2 separate regions of the Gossypium hirsutum genome follow, and region 1 is linked to region 2. A link is a contact called in public Hi-C data. All regions are on one chromosome and are shown on one strand. Each heading gives the region's core, a stretch centred on a gene start, on an enhancer-like site or on the middle of the called end of the contact. The rest is flanking DNA. Distances are from core to core; before and after follow the strand shown. Region 1 overlaps LOC121211295 (a long non-coding RNA gene). Region 2 has its middle 34 kb from the start of LOC121211295.

What was found. Hi-C and Micro-C count contacts between places; a contact is called where the count stands out from the background.
Region 1: a Hi-C map of leaf shows a contact between it and region 2, with 3 times the contacts expected there. The contact joins two enhancer-like sites. A contact is called at or near these places in 6 of 34 Hi-C or Micro-C datasets (callus, hypocotyl and leaf).

Annotation. Positions count from the first base shown.
Region 1 is chrA12:12,894,121-12,896,945 of Gossypium_hirsutum_v2.1, forward strand. It overlaps LOC121211295 (a long non-coding RNA gene), which reads left to right. Exons shown (of 4, transcript XR_005906609.1): 4 at 1-883. Among protein-coding and RNA genes, the nearest start is that of LOC121211295, 3.4 kb to the left of the region's middle. Within about 2 kb of position 1,536, at least 7 of the 9 cell types and tissues checked have an H3K27ac peak or open chromatin away from gene starts, as enhancers often do. A contact at or near this core is called in hypocotyl and leaf, where this site is marked.
Region 2 is chrA12:12,856,467-12,859,347 of Gossypium_hirsutum_v2.1, forward strand. No RefSeq gene overlaps it. Among protein-coding and RNA genes, the nearest start is that of LOC121211295, 34 kb to the right of the region's middle. Within about 2 kb of position 1,300, at least 4 of the 9 cell types and tissues checked have an H3K27ac peak or open chromatin away from gene starts, as enhancers often do. A contact at or near this core is called in hypocotyl and leaf, where this site is marked.

The sequences.
Region 1 (2,825 bases), core at 286-2,785, 38 kb after region 2:
TATGTTGTATACTCCAACTATTAATTTTCTGCTTCAAACTGTCTTTCAAGGTTTGAAAAGCCAATTTCTTATTTCTTCCCACCATATTCGATAATCCCAGATGTTTTCTTGGCCCAGTCGAGCAACAAACATGAAGAGCCTGAACCACCAAGTTTTTATCTTGATTGTGTACATTTGAGCTGGAAAAAATCATGGACTTTTTAAAATTTACACACTGGCCCGAGCAAAGTTCATACTCTTTTAAAATCTCTCTAATCACCTGAATTCCTCCATCCGAAACCTCTCCAAACAGTATACAATCATCCGCAAACATGAGATGAGTGATTGGTGGAGACGTTCTACAAACCTTAGCACTCAGAAATTTTTCGTTCCTGGCAAGCAAGTCTTGTCAGAGCAAATAACCCTTCTCCACAGAACAAAAATAAATAAGTGCTTAAAGGATCTCCCTAACGTAGTCCTCTTGATGGATTAAATTTAGGCCCTTCTTTACCATTAAACAAAATTGAAAATTGGACAGAACTAATACAGTGAAGTATAAAATCAATAAAAGGGTCAACAAAACCCATTTTTGACATTATACCTTTAATGAATGGCCATTCCACATGGTCATAGGCCTTGCTCATATCTAGCTTAAGAGCCATCAAACCCTTTTGCCCTGTTCTTTTGTTTTTGAAAGAGTGAAGTATCTCGTATGCTAGCAAAACATTGTCAGTTATGAGTCTACCCGGCACAAAGGCACTTTGAGAGTCATCAATACACTCATCCAACACTTTTTGTAGACGATTAGCAACTGTTTTGGCAATAATTTTATAAATTACCGTACAAAGGCTAATCGAGCCAAAATTCTTCAAATTAAGAAGGTTTGAGATTTTTGGTATTAGAACCAATTGTGTTCTATTTATCTCATCTAAAGATTTGCCATTATTCAAAATATCCAAACAGAACATGCTAGTATCTTTACCAATAATGTGCCAATACTTTTGGTAAAAATTTGCTGGAAACCCATCTGGTCCTGAAACTTTCGTAGGCCCTATTCCATTTAGTGTCGCAACAATTTCCTCCTCTGTATAACTAGCCATCAAGCTTTGGTTCATGCTGTCAGTTATGCAAAGCGGTACCCCCGACAAAATATGGTCCAAATTTTCTATTTTACGAGACTCAAAAAGATCAGCAAAATAATCTCGAGTAATATTCTCAGTTTTATTACAATTTGTGGCAAGAGAACCGTCATTCCTTTGCAAACCACGAATTCGATTCGTACGCTTTCTTTGAGAAGCAAACTTATGAAAAAAGAAGTGTTATTATCCCCCAATTTCAACCAATTTGCTCTTGCTTGTTGTTCCAAAAATCGTTCTTTCTTTTCCATCTCCTTATTTAAGTGTAATTTGACATCAACAAGCTCGACCATCGATTCCTCCGAGCGCTCGGCACAATTCAAACCCTCAATCTCCTTGTTAAACTTTTGACCTCATGACATTTATTAGCCATAATGATGTCCCCCCATCTTTTCAGTCCCTTAGTAAGCATTGCAATACGATTTGGATAAGAACCCAAGATACCCTCCCATAACTCTCGAATCTCTTCCGCACATGACTCATCCAAAACCCACCATGCTTCAAAAATAGAATTGTCTAGTTCTGTTACCCAGACCGCTTACTTTCGTCTCATTAAGTAAAGGACAGTGATCCGAAAAAGAGTAAAGAAAGTGTCTCAAAGAATACGATGGAAAAAGTTGAATCCATGCATCCGTAGCAACACCCCTATAAATTCTTTCTCTTATATTATTTTCCAATACATGACCCCTCTCCCAAGTGAACCAAGGTCCAGAGAAGCCAATGTCAACTAACTGACAATTTTTCAAAGTTATGCGAAAAGCCTCCATTCTGGTCTTATCCCTTAAATTCCCACCTTGCTTCTCATTAGCAAAAAGAATATCGTTGAAATATCCTCCAACCAACCATGTTAATGAAATAGTCTGCCCCAATCGCCTAAGCAAATCCCACGTGACAGCTTTATCTCTTACATCCGGAGCTCCATGAATCGCCACCTTGGTGTCCCCTCCTCTTCTTGAATTTCACGTCAATATGATTATTGGAGAAATTCTTCAAAGTTACCAAATGACCACCATTCCACCTAAGGTTTAATCCCCCTCAAGTCTCCTCCGTAGAAACATCAATACCGTTAATAAAACCACAACGCCTCCTAACATTCTCCATACGGGAAGCATTCAATTTTGTCTCCATAAAGAAGACCATGTGGGGATGATAAGTTTTCAGCATATGCTGAAGATGACGTATTGTTCACGAACTCCTCAATCCGTGAACATTCCAGCATAAAATTTTCATGGCTTCCAGTTGGCATACCCACCGGTAGCCACCGATACAGTTTTTTGGTGAGTTGAATACCCCCCACTTATCTCCATCGAATAGCATTGGAACCCTTGGAAATTAAAAAGTCAGACCTTTGTCTTTTCTTTCCCTCATTATTGGAAATTGGGTTCTCCTCCAACTGACAATCCATTCTCGTGAAGTCCAATCCATTAGCACAATCCACAACAGCCCGAGCCTTAATTGATTCCAGCCCATTCAAACAAAATTTCATCTGTTGACGTTGACAATTAGCCAACTCTTTCCCCAAACACTGGTGTGAATCCTGCCTCTGATTTGAATCGTTTGAAGATTTAGAGCCTTCCAAATTAATTCCTAGGATAGAATTAAAATCAACCCATGATCATTTCCCATGATTTTGCCTAGAAATTTGTCCAGATTTCACATCAACACGATTCTTTCCAAAAAAAGAATTGTCTCCCTCCTCCCTGAGCCAGA
Region 2 (2,881 bases), core at 50-2,549:
TTTCCTTATGCATTTGAAAATAATTTAACCAACATCTAATTTAGCATAAATTTAATTCACCACATATGGATGGGTACATGGAGTTAAACATAAATAAATATACAAATCATAATTACATAAAGAAAATAAGTAAATAAATGTAAATATATATACATATTCATGCAATATTAAGAAAATATTTTAAAAAAAGAATCACTTTAATTGACATGTCATTATACGTTATAAATATATACATAAGAATGTAAGATTTAGAAAATATATATATATAAAAATTAATTTCACATAACTATAGTTAGTATGACATAAATACAACAATTAAAAATAAATAAAAATGGGCTATTAAAATAAACTTAAAACTAAGGAATTATACCAAGCCCAAACTTTTTGGGCTAAAAGCTTGCTTGGCGAAGCTGAGATGATAGAGTGGCCCTCGCGAGTTAAGCCACCGTCGTCAGTGGCCTCGTCTACAATGACATGATATAAATGCTATAATGAAAAACATGACCTTCCTTTTGATCAATGCCTTGCATCGCAAGTAGCAACTTACTTTATTAAGTACTATTTATATATATACTTTTAAAAAAAACGACAACTTGAATCCCAAGAAATAAATTAACTAATGTGTAATAAATATTTCAAAATATTATAAATAGGATTTCTCAATAATGTTTAAATATTTTTAAATTGAAACTTGAAAACCAAAAAGAAGCAAATAAATGGTGAAACAAGCACGATGCCCAGCAAATCATTAGCACATGATTAAATGTGATGGAGAGAGAGAAGGAATAGTTTTAAAGAAATCCAAGCCATGTGGGTTTTAGGCTGGAAATTATTACCACCTTCTTCCCCACGAAATCAATCACATGCAAGCTGAATATTACCACCTTGAGAATGGAAGACATGGGCCTACTGCCCCCCTTCTTCCTTAACATCAACAAACAAATAGAATAAGTTGATTTTTCAATTGTGTCATGCACCCTCCATTTTTCAATCACCCAATTGTTGGACAGTATTTCCATACTACCACACTGACAGCATGTTGACTTCTTTCATCTCAATATACCAAATATTAAGTACTTCTCATGTTTCATGACTTTCTTATATAAATTTCATAAAAATATACTCTCTTTTTTATATTTTATTGTTTTTTGAACTTTTTTTAAATTCCACATCTTTTTTATGGTTAGGCGAAATGGGCTGAATTTCGGACAAAAATAAAGGAAAAGGTATGATGATCAGTAATAGACCCAAAGTTGGCACGAGGGCCTTGAGGCCGTCTAACTCTGTACAAGGTTTGTTGTTAAGGGAACTTCGATTATGGGTCAGTGATGGTAACTTAATGTCCCTGCTTGGGATCGGTTCACTACTACCCAAGTTGTAACCACTTTAAGCAAAATGAAGCATAGAGTGGTTAGAATGGATGAGAAGTAGGAACCCACAAAAGCCGACATGCAAGCCAATGGGGGGTAATGGTTCAAATATTCCCTCATTATATTCTCCATCTTCAAATTTACTGGTAGAATTGACCGGACTTAAGCAACGAACAAGTAAAAATAACATAATAAATTAAAAAATTAAACACACAAATTTAACGTGTAAAAATTTCTCTAAAGAGGATAAAAACCACGGGCAAAGATAATTTTACTATAATGGCAAAAGAACGAAGAGTACAAAAGATGGAGATAAAAAACTAAACCCCAAAAACTCGAAAATAAAGAACCTTCAAAGCGTAAACACAAAATTCTCTAAAATGTGTTATAAGTTCTAATATCTAATGGGTGTCTATTCTAAGGTTGTAAAAGAGTTTATAGGCTAAATTAGCAAGTCAAATAAACTATGCTAATAAATGTTAAATATATTATACTAATAAATACTAAATCTTTTAGAAATAAAATATATTTTTGTTTAACTTAACTTGCAAAGGAGCCACCTCTCAAAATCATGATGGAGAGCATGCGGTGTAATAAACTGTCGGTAGGGGAACAAATGATTCCGGTAACATCAGTGACACTATTAATTCTTGCTGAAATTGATCGAAATATCGAGGAGGAAACTACTTCAGGGATGATGATGAGAGCATGGAGGAGTCTGAGGATGAATCCTTGCAAAATATCGTTTAGCTTGCTTCAATTTCCAAGTATGGTTTTCTTTTCAGGATGAATCCTTGCACAGTGCTGATGTGGGTAACAACAACAACCGCCAGCTCTAGTGGTGGTGGCAGTTACTACTACTCTCCAACCACCACCAGCTCAATCCGGGGGTAACAACAACAACAACTATACTCCCCCGCCGCCGGGTGGTCTCATTGGCGGCATGTATTACCCTCCACCAACGTACAAAAACTACCCAACACCGCCACCTCCGAACCCCATTGTTCCTTACTTCCCATTTTATCACCACACTCCTCCCCCTCCTTCAAGGTCTGAAAAGCTGTTAGCTTGTCTGGTTTCAACCCTTGTTTCGTTGTTCGGTTGTTTCCTTTATGTCTTTTGAGTTTTTGACATTAAAAGCTTAAAAGAGGGTGAAAAAATAAGGTGGCAAATTAGCAGATCTGGAGAAAACTTCTACTGCTAAGAGGAAGAAAATTAAGGGAGCTACTTCAATGCTTTCATGATGAAATGGAACTGAGAATCTAAAGATATATGGAGTAATCTTTCTCTTTGTTCTCATGTTCTCATGTTCTCTTTTTTTTTTTTTTTTTTTTTTCTTGCTGTGGGATGTTCTGTAATTTGTTTATGATAATTATTGTATCCATTTTTTGTTGTATTAATACTAAGGTTAACTGGAAACTAATAAGAAAATTAGCCAGAGTTGACAATAATTCAGCTTTAAAATTTACATGCTAAGGGCTATTTTTTTTAATTTACAAAATTTTTAAAAA